Linked DNA regions of Urocitellus parryii: region 2 is linked to region 1. A link is a contact called in public Hi-C data. All regions are on one chromosome and are shown on one strand. The core of a region is the stretch at or near the end of the contact, and the rest is flanking DNA. Distances in the headings are between cores, read along the strand shown.

Region 1 (7,314 bases), core at 2,485-4,984:
TTAACTCAAAGAAAACTTTTGTAAATTCCAGACCTTAGAAACTGAATGAATGACACATAGTTTTAAAAAATGGTTCAAACAAATATAATTCAAATTGCAGATAATTATAATGCTAACTTTCCCTTACTGTGACAAGTACTTGATGTAAATAAACTTAATAAGAGAAAAGGTTTATTTTGGCTCATTGTGAAAGTTTCAGATTATGACAAATTGGCCCTATAGCTTTGAGCCTATGGTGGAACAGTCCTTCATGGTGGGAGTAAGACACAACAAATTTTTGACCTAATGCCTGGAAATAGAAAAGGAGAGGAAAGAAATTGATATCTCACAAGCCCCTTCAAGAGCATACCTCCAATGACCTAAAACCCCCCACAAGGCCCCACCTGGTAAAAGTTCCTCTCCCTTCCAGTAGTGTGAAGTTGGGGACCAGGTTTTTAATATAATCACTGGGCCATTATTACACCTAACAAAATTAATAATTATGATTTTTTAAATGTTATTGTATTTTTTAATACCTTTATTTATTTTTATGGTGTGCTGAGGATCAAATCCAGTGATACCATAGATCTTAATTATTTCTTGTATTTTAGTATTCTTCTTTTGACATCAGAGAAGGGGTAAGAAGGTCTCCAACTGGTTATTGCTGTTGTGGGTGGAAGTCCACATTTTACACCCAACCTCTGTTTAGACATATCTGAGGAGTGAGAGATTCTTGTTAGTGGTAGGGCAGGGGTTGCATTTCAGGCTGTCCACTAGACCACCATTGATAGCATATTGGCTGGGAGGGAAGGAGAACTTTATTACGGTTTCCCGGATGGCCTCAACTGACAGTGTGTGGGGAGGTTAAATACTACCAAGTGTGAAACAAAATCCTAGCTCCCCACACTACCTTGTCTGTATTCACCCTTGCAGGAGCAATGAGGGCAATTATTAAGGTTAAGTGAGGTTGGAAGTCTGGGTTCCCCACCCCAGTCTTTGCTAATGAGAATGTAGTGGGACCACAGTTATTGTTTTGGTTGTGAGGTGTCCCCCAAAGGCTCACGTGGTGTAAATTCTTCCCAGTTTCACTGCAAGAAGGTTCAGAGCAGAAACGATTGGGTTGTAAGAGTCTTAACCCATCCAGTGAATTAATCCCCTGATGGGGATTAACTGAGTGGTAACTGAAGTGGTAAGGAATGGCTAGAAGAGGTGGGAATTGGGGCTTGGCTTTGGGTTATATATTTGGCAAGTGGAGATATTCTCTCTCTCTCTCTCTCTCTCTCTCTCTCTCTCTCTCTCTCTCTCTCCCTCGTTTCTGATTGCCATGTGAGCTGCTTCCCTCTTTGAAATTCTTCCACCATGATATTGTGCCCCCCCCCCCCCGCGGAGTGGAGCCAGCCTTCTCTGGAATAAGACCTCTGAAACTGTGAGCCCTCAAATAAAAATTTCCTCCTCTGTAATTGTGCTGGTTGGGTCCTTTAATGACAGTGGCAAAAACAACCACTGACTAAAACAACCACCATTTTTGTCTGTGATATTTGGTTGCAGCAGAGTGGGTATTGTTTAGGTTTTCTATCATGTGAGATTGCCCTTTTCTCAGTCCTTTCACCAGAGAAAGCAGATCTTTCTTTCTTTCTTCCTTGTTTTTCTTTTTTTCTTTCTTTATTCTTTTTTTTTTCTTTGCCAGAACCCATTGACAATTCAGGTTGCCAGTTTTTTCAGGATCAGGCCAGGAGATATAATGAAAACACAAACAAAAAAACCAGGAAACTCACCATGTTTTTCCTGTGCTTACAAAATCCCTAGTTGGACTGCCTTCTGTTCAACTTATCTTTGTTTTACAGAGTTTTTAGCTTTACTAAGTGGAAGGTGTACGGAACGGTGTGTGTTTACTCCATCTATTCCACTTCAAGGTCACCTTTATTTATGAAAAATATTTTGATGGGTATACATTTCCAGGCTGATAGTTTTCTTTCAGTGCTTTAAATGTGTTTTTCACTGTCTCCTGATAGATTTTTTTTTTAACAAGGAATATCTTTGTTCTTTTTTCCATCTTTTTCCTCTGTTTTTTTTTTTTTGGTGCTGTTTTTATTAGTATGTCTTTCATTTCACTAATCTTTTCTTTTGCAATATCTCAATTGCTTTAAATTCAGTCTAATTTAAGTTTTGATGTTGTACTTGTGATGTCCAGAAGTTCAATTTTCCACTTGCATTTCCCCTTTGATAATTTCTATAAAGGTATCCACAGGATCCTTTTTTCTTTGAACTCATGCAGAATCCAGTTTTTGTTTTGTTTTGTTTTTTGCAATGTTCAGTTTTACTGAGATTCACATTTCCCTGAAGATCCTCATCTGGAAGGGCTGACCATGCTTAGGCATTGTACACAAAGCAGAAGAAAGAGGTCTTATGGAATCCAACACACACAGGAGTAGGAATGGGTTAGAGAGGAAATAGTCCCATTATTGAGGAAGCAGCTGTGGTGTCCTTAAGGGTTCTGTTTGACCATCCATGGAGAATATGGTTTTGGACATTGAAGTCATGGAATTGGGGCCAGGGAAATCATGACTTATTATTACTATAATTATTATTTAGATGAACTGAAAAAGGAAACTATGATTCAAAGACCCCAAATGATTGTTGTTGTTGTTGTTGTTTTTTTTAATGTATCAGTTATTTAGTTAGGTTCTTGGTAAGAAATTAGAACACCAGTTTGTGAGGATAAAACGGAGCCCTGGGGCTGAGGGATAGCTTTGATTTAGGGTAAAATTTGTGAAGCCACAGCTTTCTGATCAAACTTGCACTGCTCTATGATCTCGTATTTCTCTTTCTCTGTGTTGAAGATTTCACCTTCCTGATGTCTGGACTTCCTCAACTGCTGCTTCTTGAAATAAGCATCAGTGAGGTGTTTTGGGATTTTCACATTGCTGATATCAATCTTTGCGGAGGGAGTGGTAACAAATATCTGGTGTGTTCCACGCAGAGGAACTCGATTGAGGAAAAGAGGTCCTGTCACAAGTAGCAAGCCACTGCTCAGCTGCTTCAGAAAAAACCACTCTCTGTGGCGTCCAGTGAGGATGATCAGGATGGTCCCAGGAGTGATGCTGGCTCGCAGCTTTCTCACGTGCTGACTGAAAGGTTTCTTGCCGTGGCTAAACAGCTTTCGCAGCACATCTTCAGTCGGGTAGTATCTAGGCATTTTGCGAAGCTTAACCACCCTGGTACCTCCATTCTTGTCACCACCGACAGGTTTTGCAACAGTAGCAAGAAACTTCTCCTTCTTCTCAACCTTGGATTTAGCAGCTGAGTATTCCCTCTTGTACATGTCCTCAAAGACCCAAAATTATAATGAGGGCATTATCGACTTTTTTTTTTTTTCCTGGTCAAGAACTTGAATGGAAAAAGAGCAAAAGCTTGGACACAAATCTATCAACTCTACAGGCGCCTGAGGTTTTGAACTAAGTTTATAGGATGCCTTGTTCTATGGCCAGGGTCCTGTCATCAGTCTGAGTTAGTAATGTCTAGTACTAGCGCTTATTACACTCATGGCCCCTCAACATATGTGTTCTCAACCTGATGGAGTTTTTTTTTTTTTTTTTTTTTTTTAGGTCACCCAAAGCATCAGTAAATAAATCCTTCATAAACGCAGAAGAAGGGACCGAGAGGGTACTGGGCACTGCTCCGGCGCTGAGGATTCTGGGCACTGTAGTTCCAGCGTCCCGGCTGCGCAGGCGCACTGGCCTGCCTGGAGGCCGACCCAGTCGAGCGGGCGCCATTGCTGGACGCGTTCCCACCCTGCTCTGCGAGAGCCCTCAGTTGTGCTCATTGCGGCCGCCAGGTACTCACTGCCCGGGGCGTCAGGCCCCGACTGACGCCGCCCCTCCCCTGGCGCTTGGGTCCCCGCAGCGTCCGGGGCGTGGCCGCTTCCTCCCCAGCCCCAGACTGGGGCCCTCCCACCCCGCGGAGAGACGTTTGGGGCTGGGCCTCCTGCCCGGGGGTGGGCCCGGTCTCACCCGGCCCTATCGTAGGGCTGTCCGCACGACCTATGGTCTCTTCGCGGGTCAGACTCGGGGAACGTTCCCCGCGGACTTGGCAGGGCCTCGCCACAAGGGGTTATGATCCCCGGCGCAGGGCTCGCGCTGCGGTTCCACGAGGATGACCGGCCCCTGCCCGCGCCCAACGGTCTTCCCAGGCCCGTATCTTTGCTTCTGTGAGGAGCGGGACCCCGGAATGGCCGAGAAGGGCAATTAAGAGGGCGAGACGGGTCAGAGGACTTCCGCCCTGGCTTCCGAACTGGCCGAGGTGGAGCAGGGTTTCACATTGGTGACCTGTGCTGTGCTCGCCAGTTAACCGTGGCAGCTTTTCTTTGCGGGCGTATGTTTTTGGGAAATGCTGGAATAGTCGGGGACGCTGAAGTTCTCAGTAAGAATGTGGAAACTTTATTATTATTATTTTGAAAAAGTACCTACACTGGCTTAAGAATCACAGCAAGGGAAGTTTCTCCTAAAGTCTCTTGATAATTCTGCAGTGCTCAGAAAGACAGCGCTTGGGTGCAATCAAAACAACCAGGAAAAAGAAAATGTGAAGGAAATGATGATTCTGGGGAAATAATAGGTCTAGACAGCTTCTGCATGATGTCAAAAGTACAAACATGTAACGTGGTTATCTTCAAATAACTAATTCATTGTGCTCATTGACTTGCTTATGTCACATTGCTAAGTTAGCCAAATCAAGGTTAAAACCTGAGGTATGGACAGCTACCTTGGGATTTTATTCCATACTTAAATCCCACTTAAATATAGATAGGTTATATTGTCTACTTGGAAAGTATAGAAAAATAGGTAAATATTGAGGCCCCACATATCAGAGGTCTTGGGTCTCTCTGTTTTGTTTATTATGTTTTTTTGTTATGCATATGTTTGCATGATTAAGATAAAGCTGAATATATTCAGTCATAAATATCATCATTTATTCTGATTACAAAAGATGTCTATTTTACAGTTTGGATAAATATACTTTACTAGCATAATCTATGTGACATATGGCAGAGGAGTTGATAAATCTTTACCAATTTAAACAATAAATAATGGCTCAGGTTATTCTTGATAAAACCACTACCTAGTCTTTGTAGGTCTGCTTTAGTGTTTAGAGAAAAAATAATTTATGTTGATTATTTGTCTTAGCTCACTTTTTTCTTTGCAGCCTTGTAAAACTGAGCCTCTTCACTTGGAGGTCAGTGAATAGGCTTGTGGGGAACAGTCAATCTTCATGTACCCTGAAATACCATGCAACATCATATATGCATGTGCATTATTCTGAGACAAGGTCAGATTCTCAAATGGGTCTGTAACCTCTTCTTCAGAAGTTAGGTTGTACCGGTGTTATGTAGTATAATAAGAAACACCTTGATTGATGCAGAAACTCAGCCCAGGTAACTCCTGCAACACCACACCTTGCCTGTGCTCTAGAGTAAAACATATTGACCTTGCCTCTTGGTAAAACACATTTCACTTGGATTTTGAAGTGTGTAAAGAGTTTTTAATTTGAGGTTCAGAAATTGGCCTCAAGATAATATTTCTTAAGGTAAGAACCTGAGGTACTTGTTAAAAGTGTAGATTTTTGTGCCTGTCACATGAGGTAGAGATCCTTATTTGTATCTTGGATGGAACCAAGGAATTTCCTTTTATTTGGGGGTGGGGTACTCAACCACTAAGCCACATCCCCAACTCTATTTTGTATTTTATTTAGAGACAGGGTCTCAGTGAGTTGCTAAGTGCCTCACTTTTGTGAAGTCTGGCTTTGAACTCAAGATCCTCCTGACTCAGCCTCCCGAGTTGCTGGGATTACAGGCATGTGCCACTATGCCAGGCAATATTTCCTTCTTAATAAGCATCATAAGATTTATCACCCTCCTTATTCTATGTGGGAGTCTTCTGGGAGAAGATTGATAATATTCATTAACTTTCCAAAGGGATCAAAAACCTTAAATCTAGAGAATATTGGTATAAGGGAATACCATTTTGTTGGTAACCTTGAGACTCTGTGGGAATCCCCCAGATGACTTTTTTTTTTTTTTTTAACCCTGGGCTTATCTCCACACTGCAGTGTTTTTCTTCTATCAACTTCTTAATTTTTTCTTCATATCAAAAATTTTATTGTGCCTTGTGAAACCCAATATCATGAAGCAGACTACTGTACATTCCTAAGATGTTCAAATATTTTCTGTTTAACTAAACTCTGCTCCTTGATATTTCCCTGATAAGTTTAGACTTTTTAAATGTATTTCACTATGTTAGAAATTAATTCAGCAGCTTTAACAGAGTCCATATAGTAGTGGTTCCAACAAGAAAGATAGCTTATTTCTCATTACAATAATCTGAATTGATAGTTGGCAAGTAGTGATGAAGTAGGTGGGAGTAGGCAACTCTGATTTTTAGATCATCTAGTAACCCAGGTTCCTTTTTGCTCCAGATTGTCCAGGGGGCATTGTCCTTTCTGTGATAGAAGCTGGTTCATTCTTTTAGTGTCACCAGTGGATAAGGGAAAGTAAGAAGTGGAAGGCAAGTAGCTCCCTTTTAAAAATGTGACCTGAAAGTTGAATGCATCTTTTATTCAGATCCCTTTTGCCATAATTTATTGACATCCACACCTGGCTCAAGGGAGGCTGGGAAATGTCTTTAGCTGGGTTGCTCGTTGCTACCTAAGAGTTCAAGTTTTTGCCAGATCGAAAGGTGGACTGGATGTTGCCACGCAACTAGCCATCTTTGCTGCATTTTCTGTATTGGCTACTTAGGGTTCTTGCCCTTTCTGTTTTAAGAAATTTTTGAAAATAAATTTGGAAAATTTTCTTTGGAAAATTTTATTTTTACTGGTAAACAATTTAAAGTGCTTGCTATAACTACTTTCCCGTTTCTATTTTTGGTTTATTGACTTTGTTTTCTTACTTCCTTTGACCAACCAGTGACATATATTTTATTACTTGGAGAATTAGCTACTGGCTTTTTCAGATGTTTGTTTTCTTATTCATTAGTTTCTTCTTTTAATATTTCTTCCTCTTTATTTATTGCTTATTTGTTATTGTTCTTCTTTAGTTGGATGCTTACTCTGTTCATTCTTTTTTAAAAATGTTATTGGAAATATTTAGGGCCATGAATTGAATTTCTTTATAACTTTGGCAGATATCTGGCATATTTCATCTTTAATACCCTCATTTTGCTAACTCACCAGCAATGACATTTTTTCTTTGTTTCTACTAAGGTGCTACTTTTAATTTTCAAGTGACAAGTTTTTTCCACTTCAGACTTTCGTTTACATTTGTAATTCTACTGTACCATAGTT
Region 2 (7,627 bases), core at 3,631-6,130, 140 kb before region 1:
TTCAGATTTAGATGACAAATGGTTCAGCCATGGCATAGCCATGAAGAGTTCTGTCAAAATAAGAGATAACTTAAAGCAGCAGTAAACCACCTACCTCTCTTAAGACCCACTATTTGATGAAGCCCTCTGTTGCAAAAAAAAAAAAAAAAAAAAAAAAAAATGTACTATGTAATCATAACTATTACGTCTATGAACATAAATTTTTATAGAACACAAAAAAGTAACTTTACCTAGCTTGGATTACCAAATCATGCCAAAACAATTCCTCCAAAATCACTTCAGGAATTAAGTCACTGTCAGATACAGTGTTTTCATTTTTTACCAGCTTTAATTGGGATATGATTCATATATAACAACCTACATAAAAGTGTACAATTTAATGGATTTTAGTATATTCACAGAGGTGTGTATTCATTACTACAATCAGAAAAAAAAAAATCCTCTGGCAATCAGACAGCTAACCATCTCAGTCCTAAACAACCAAAAAACTATTCTTTGTCTCTACAGATTTGCATATTCTAGGCACATCATATAAATAAACCCATACAACATTTAGTCATTTGTGACTAGTATCTTTCACTTAGCATAATGTTTTCAAAACTGGGTAGAACTGCCGGGAACAGTAGCACACACCTATAGTAGCACACACCTCCAGCGGCTCAGGAGGCTGAGGCAGGAGAATCGCAAGTTCAAAGCCAGCCCCAGCAATGGTGAGGCTCTAAGCAATTCTGCAAGAGGCTGTCTCTAAATAAAATACAAAATAGGGCTGGGGATGTGGCTCAGTGGTTGAGCAGCCCTGAGTTCAATCCCCAATATCCCCCCCACAAAAAGAAGAATATAAATACGCGTTACTTATATAATTCTCAAATTTGCACAAAAATCAAAGTGTAACTTACTTATAGAAATTATGTTTTAAAATGGTGCATTCTTGGAAAAACAGCTAGCACAGAATTTAAAACTGATGAATATTCACTGGGGAATGAGATTGATCAAATATATTTTAAATATATATTCACATAATAGATTCTAATATGTATAATTACAATGCACCAATTGAAAGAACACCAGTATTCAAAAAATTGAACTTGCTAATTTGAAAACTCAGTATTAACATTCCATATGCCAATTATTCCCAAGAAAATCTGAAGTTATCTTTGTCTGACACTAAATCAAACTAGCAACATAGAATTAATAAACACACTGCAACCACTGCCTTGAATCTCATCAGCTGACACCAACATGGACACCACAGCACTGGGCACCAATACAACCCATCTAACTTATCCCCATACCGGATTTTGGATTTTCTTGGTCTATTAGTTGTCTCTTCTTCTGCATCAAACAATGAAACATCTTCAGTGTCATCATTGCTGTCCTAGGAGGAACATTAAATATCCATGAAGCAAAATGAAATTCAGTATTTACATTCCTACTATATACAAGGCTGATCACTTGTTAAAATGGAAGATAAAATTACACGGACATAACATCAGAAATTCACAACCTAGGAGACACCTGCAGACCCTCTACTACCCTATCACTCCAAACACCTGACAAATACCCCTGCATTCAGGAATCAACTGTCTCCATCTCAGCAGCTGGGAGAAATTATACATAGCACATATGCAAATTACCCTGCAGCAAAACCAGTGGTATGGATTAGAAACAATGGAGTGCAGATGATGTGCCTACAAACTTAACATTTATTCTCAGAACTCTCACAAGTGTCACAGAAACCTCAAGCTACTGGGAATAAACTCAATTTTTTTGGCTCCTTCACAAAACCATCTGACACATCCTTATTTCCATGACTCCTCACAATGCTATTATCTGATAATAGCTGGCTAAACCCACTATTTGTGCTTATACTCCTTTTTCATGCTTCCTCAGAAGCTTTCCATCATTTTATTTATACTTTCTTGTGTCTTTATACATTTTTACCGAGTCTTTTTAAGAATATAAACTTCTTCAAGTGCCACTTACAGCGCAAAAAAAGATTTTAAAAACCCTGATCCCCTGTCTTCTACTTTCCCACTGCACTCCTTTCTTCACAGATGTAGGATTCTCAAGAGTGGTTCATAGTCTAACCTATTTCTACTCCTGTTAAGCCTCAACCACAACCCTGCTCACTGTGCCTTCCTAGTGCCACTCACCAGCCTCCCTGCCTTTATTTCTAGTCTCATTCCCACTACTCCATTCTAGTCTCTTCTCCACATAACCCACAGAGCAATCATCCACCATGGAAATCATATCATGTCACTACCCTGCTAAAACTTTTCAATTGTGCCCCTCCACATACAGGATAAAATAACTTCTTCACATAAAGCACACATCACATGATCTCCTACTAATCTTCCAACACTCTCTCCCACTAGATCCTGCAGCAATACATTTACTATATGGTCTCTCCTACCTTTCTTTCATATTTTCATTTTTTTCTACTCAAAAGCGCTTCCCTTCCCCACCTCCTCTCCATCTTGCAGTTATTAGTTCTGCATTCTCAAGTTATATTTACTATAGTAAAAAAAACATGTGTATAACAGATTTGGGGGTAAATTAAAAAGTCTGATTTTCAGCACATTAAGATATGAGTATAAGAACTATATAAAAAAATTTGAGAGGGGTAACCTTTAGTATTATGAGCAATGGACTAACACATTCAGACTCCTAAGAAAATTCCTGCTGCTGTATGAAGAATCTGGAGGGTAAAGAGGGTAGGGGAAGAAATAAAAGCATAAAACTAGAAAACTGGTTGGGAGCCTACTCAAAAAATGAAGCCAAGAAGTAAGGGGCTGTTCCAGGGTAAATGCTGTGGAGATGGTGAAAAGTGGGCAGATTCCAAATACTTAAGAACTGACAGGATTACCTGATGGGCTAAATATGGAGTTAATATAGGTAAAATGTCAAGGAAGATTCCAAAGTTTTTGTCTGAATAGTTAAAAGGAGATGCCAAATATAGACTCTGGACACTCCAATATTTTGAGTAAAAAATGTGAGAATAAACAGTGGGAACTAAGGAGTAGTACTAAAAAGAGTGGTGGGTAACCCAAGAGAAGGTAATGATCTGGAAGGCCCAGGAAGTGTTTCCAGGAGAATTCAATTTTGTCAGATGTTCTTAACAAGTAAAATGAAAACCAAAGTGACTACTATATTTTGAACAGTTGACCTCAATAAGATCAGTTTCAGAACAGACGGGGAAGGGGTCGAAAAGCTGACTAGAACTGACAGAATGGGGTGACAGTTGAAAGGCTATGTGGGCATAAGTTTTTATTGTTGAAGACAGGAGAAATTAAAGCATGTTTACATGCAAATGTGAACTAGCTTATCAATTTGAGGGTGAGGGGAGGGGACTGGCAATGCAAGATAAAAGAACTGCTGCAACAATGCTTTGCAATGGGCAGAAGGGGATGGTCAAAAATAAAGCACAGACAGTTCAATTATAAAATACAAGTGCAATTATGGGTAAAAATGCAAATAGGTAGGCAGGTGGTATGAAAATTCTTTTGTAATTACTTCCATTTCTCAGTGAAACAAGAAGCAAGATTACCAGCTGAGAGAAGACAAGGGAGGAAATGTTGAAGGACCGAGAAAAGTTTTAGTGCACAAGTTGCAAAAGAAGGAGGTTGCTGGCACAGAATGCAGGGTTGTCTGGCAGCATGAAAGACTAATTTGAGGTTCACAATCACAAACTTATAAAGTAGAAACAACTGACATAGTTTTGTCTATTTCTTCAGCCTCATTAGCCTGGGTGCAAATTTACAGAGCTGAATTTAAATCACCACTGGATTTTCTCAAGTCACCCTGTAGTAGTCTTTTCTGACCATAAATCCTAGTTATCCTAACTTCAGATACACGCTATTTCATCACCTCGACTTTGCTATTATAATCTGAAAGTAACTTAGGTTATTTTACTTATCACATCTCCCCTCCCTACCTGCTTTATGCCTCATTTCCTTGAATCCACCCACCCGAACCTGACAATGCAGGAAAAGAAACCTATCTACACTTTTCACATCCCTATCCCTGGAACCCAGAACAGTGCCTAAGCTACAATTCCTCGGTAAATTGTGAAACAAAAGAAAAAAAAACTAATATAATCTAAATGGAAGTACCCTATAAACAGTAATTTTTTAAAGGGGGACATTATTAAATTACACTTATTAATCTCCAGTCGAAAACCTCTGGACCACAATTACATTTTAAGGGCACAAACGCGATAGTCAATATTAATGTGGTAACAGCTACCTGAACGCAAGGCTCTGCCAGCGGCTCCTATTCCTACAGGATTGCAGGGCACCCCTACAGGGAAGGTCACAAGGGAACTGAAGAGGTGCCCGGAGGCCGCTCCCCTTTCACCTCCTCGCGTGCACGACGAAGGGCCGAGGAAAAAGACCACCCGCACCCCACCATACAGAGCATTTCTGCAGCCTAGCATCGGAACCGCCCAGCGCCGGGCGTTGGTTGAGGACCGGCTTCTCCTCTCCACACCCCCAATCTTCCCGAGCTCGGCGACTCCTGGGTCACTTCTTCTACGAGGGCTTCCGAGCACCCAGAACACTCCGGGACAATTACCCTCGGTCCTCCATTCCCTCCCACCCACCCCGCTCTTCCTCAAGACGGACAGCCGGAGGGGATACAAACACAACCGCCCCTGTGCGCCCGGCTCACTCCACAAACCCTCCAGGAGGGACCCCCCCACCCGCCAAGCCTCGGCCACCCGCTCTCCGCGCCCACAGCCCCTCACCTGAGACAACATGGCGACCGTGCGCCAACCCCACTTCCGGGAACCACGTCAGCGTACCAGCTGTCAAGTCCGATCTGCAACTTACGTGGCCTCTTCCCTACAATCCGGGAGGGGCCCATGTACAGCCCTAGCCGGACTTGGCTTCCCGGATACACTTCCGCTTCTAGGAGTCTCGCGGGAGGAGCAACACCGGGAGGGGAGGTGCAAGGGGTTATTCCGGGGCGGGGCGATCCGGGGCAGGGCGAGAAATGCTGGTGGGTTCTGGTCCGAGTAGAAGCAAAAACCCGCTGGGAAAGAAGCCCGTTACCACAGTTGGCGCTAAGGAAAAGTTGCGTGGTTTCTTAAAGGGAAACGTGTTTCGCGGCGATGCCCTGAATGCAGAGGGCCGGGTTTTATTCCATGGCATTTAACTTCGTTGGAATATTTGACAGTGACCTGTATTTCTGAATAGTATTACTTTTGGGCTTTGAATTTTAGAAGCAATTGGAAAAGTAAAGGTGGCCTTGGGAAGGGATAAAAAGTTAATCAAATCAATGGAAATAACCTGATGACGGTTGAGGACGACGTGCGACCTGGCGTTTGGGCGCCTGGATTTCAGCCTCCTGCCCTTATTACCAATTAAATAATCAACCTCTCTGTACTTTTTTCCTTGATCTTAAAGTGGAAGTGACGATAGCATCCTTACCGGGTATTTAGTGAATAGGAGAGGGTTAGTGTTTTAAGTCCAGCCATTGATGGAATGATCTTGCCTGGACCTAAAGTTCAGGGGCCTTAAAAAAGTCAATTTTGAAACTAGAATGATGGCATTCTTTTGTCGGGCATAAGTCAGACTGATGTTGGAAAGTTCATGAGGTAATGTATATTCTCAGATGAACTTGAGGGACTTCTTTTCATTAAAACCATAAATGTTTACAAAGTTATTTGTAGTGCTATTTCAAACCTAATATCTGAATGTGAAGACACCTACCCCCCACCCCCATGCACACCTATTTCCCAAGGAGAGAAAGCTTGACAAAGCAACTGCATGCTTGCACATAAAGGTGGATAGATGACCTGTGTGTATCTAGCCCTCCATGGACATGTTTTTGGTGCCTCAAAATTGTGGGGTTTTGTGAAGTTGTCTTTGTCATTTTTACTTTTGTTATGCATACTATTTGAATTTATTACCATCATTTTAAAAAAAAAAGGGCATTTGACAGAAAAAAATACTTGAATTTCTGACTTTTCTTGAAGAAGCAAAAGATGTGGCCATGCTGAGCCACTGAGTAGGAACTGTCCCATATGTACAGGATTTGAGCTCTCCAGTGGGCCATTACTCCCAACCCTTGAGGGCTGCACTCCTCTAAGTTATTTCCCTGATCCCTGACACCACCCTCCAAAGTTTTAAGTAGAAACCTGAACACACTTCATATTAAAGACTCCCTTTGTACAAAGGATGTATGCTTAATTTTCTTCTGAAAGAATTCTGAGAAGGAAAGGCATGCAAATGTCAAATTGGTGAACGTTTACCTCTTTTAGATTCTTGAGATTCATTGGACTTTCATTAAAAAAATGCCAATAAATTTCAATATATTATCCTGATAAATTCTATTGTTACACAAGGTAGAAATCCAGATTGGGTCCATGTTCCACAGAGTCAAAGAATGAACACCATGAATCCCAAGATAAGCAGAAATTTATTAAAGAGGTTATGGTTCAGAAGTGTAAGAAAGTTCCCAACAGAGTATGGGAGGAGCAAGAGTGCCTCCATGGTCTCTTGACATCCCTTCTTTTAAAGGCACCTGAGAAGAAGTTGACTGGCCCCCTGTAACCTGTCCTTGAGATTTTGTCATATGTGCATGCTCAGGCTGAATTGCATAGTTGTCATTTTTGTAAGAATGGAGCCTTTTGTTCCGTTTGGAAAACAGATGTTGTTTGACTTGCTAGAGCACATCAAGTGATGAAACATAACTCAAACGGTGGTCCTGGCGTCCATCCTCTGACTGACTCTTACCATTTTCCTACTCTGCCTCTTTCCTTACCTCACCATCATTTCATTTGATAGGAAGAATCATAGCATGAAATTGGTAGTAATGAGTATATCTCATTTCCAGTGATCACCTCTCTACCCCACTCGATGACATTGGACTTCCCTAAGTCTCGCAAAGTGGTTTCCAGTGGGAATGCAGATGCCAATATCTGCCAGTCCTTCTGTGTTCTTACTGTTTTAGCAATCCTTTGATCACAAGAAGATAATTAGGAGCTTTCACATTACTTGCCAGGGAATTAAAAAAAAAAAAAAAAACTACCCAAACCTACCTAGTTTTCTGTTTCTTTAAGACATTGTAATTTCCTGAGGTTGGTTTAGATAAACATATTTTGTCCAAGTTCAGGGGCTGCTGTTTTCCCTGGCTTCATGAAATTATCAATGGGCAAACCTTTGACCTTCCGGATCCATGCAGCTTTCCTGGATTTTCCTGGATCATCTACTCTTGTGGGTTCGCTGGCCTGATATTCCTTCATCATGGCTTCCCCATACTCTTTTTCCTCTTTTACCGTCAACAGCATGAATTCAGTGTTCATTCGAAGGGGATCCAGGGTTGTGTAGAAGCGAGGCCTTTCTCTCTGGAGAGACAGGGTAGCTGTGCCCAGTCGGGAAGCCAGCAGATGATTTGGCTTAATGACCTGCGTGCTGGTCAGGGGCCCCATACTGGGCACTGCCCCTTCAATTGAACTGGTTATTTGATCTTCACTCTTTAATCTGTCAGAAAACCTAGAGCGGATAATCATGGGCTGGGGTACGGTGGACAGGACTCTGGGACTATGCAAAGATTTCTTCAAGTTGGGCTGCAGTTTCTGGACTTCAAAGGGAGTACTAGTTTGTTTCACATCTATGGGATGATT

What was found. A called contact is a pair of places that touch in the nucleus more often than the background predicts.
Region 2: a Hi-C map of muscle shows a contact between it and region 1, with 6 times the contacts expected there. The contact joins the promoter of Tvp23c here to the promoter of Znf624 in region 1. A contact is called at or near these places in 2 of 2 Hi-C or Micro-C datasets (liver and muscle).

What each region holds. Positions count from the first base shown.
Region 1 is chr7:122,545,816-122,553,129 of mUroPar1.hap1, reverse strand. Znf624 (zinc finger protein 624) reads left to right here and starts at 3,734. Exons shown (of 6, transcript XM_026409424.2): 1 at 3,734-3,814. It also overlaps the pseudogene LOC113197186.
Region 2 is chr7:122,683,678-122,691,304 of mUroPar1.hap1, reverse strand. Tvp23c (trans-golgi network vesicle protein 23 homolog C) reads right to left here and starts at 4,880. Exons shown (of 7, transcript XM_026409422.2): 1 at 4,745-4,880; 2 at 1,293-1,375. The coding sequence starts at 4,756. It overlaps Fbxw10b (F-box and WD repeat domain containing 10B), which reads right to left. Exons shown (of 12, transcript XM_077800944.1): 12 at 7,088-7,627. The coding sequence ends at 7,088.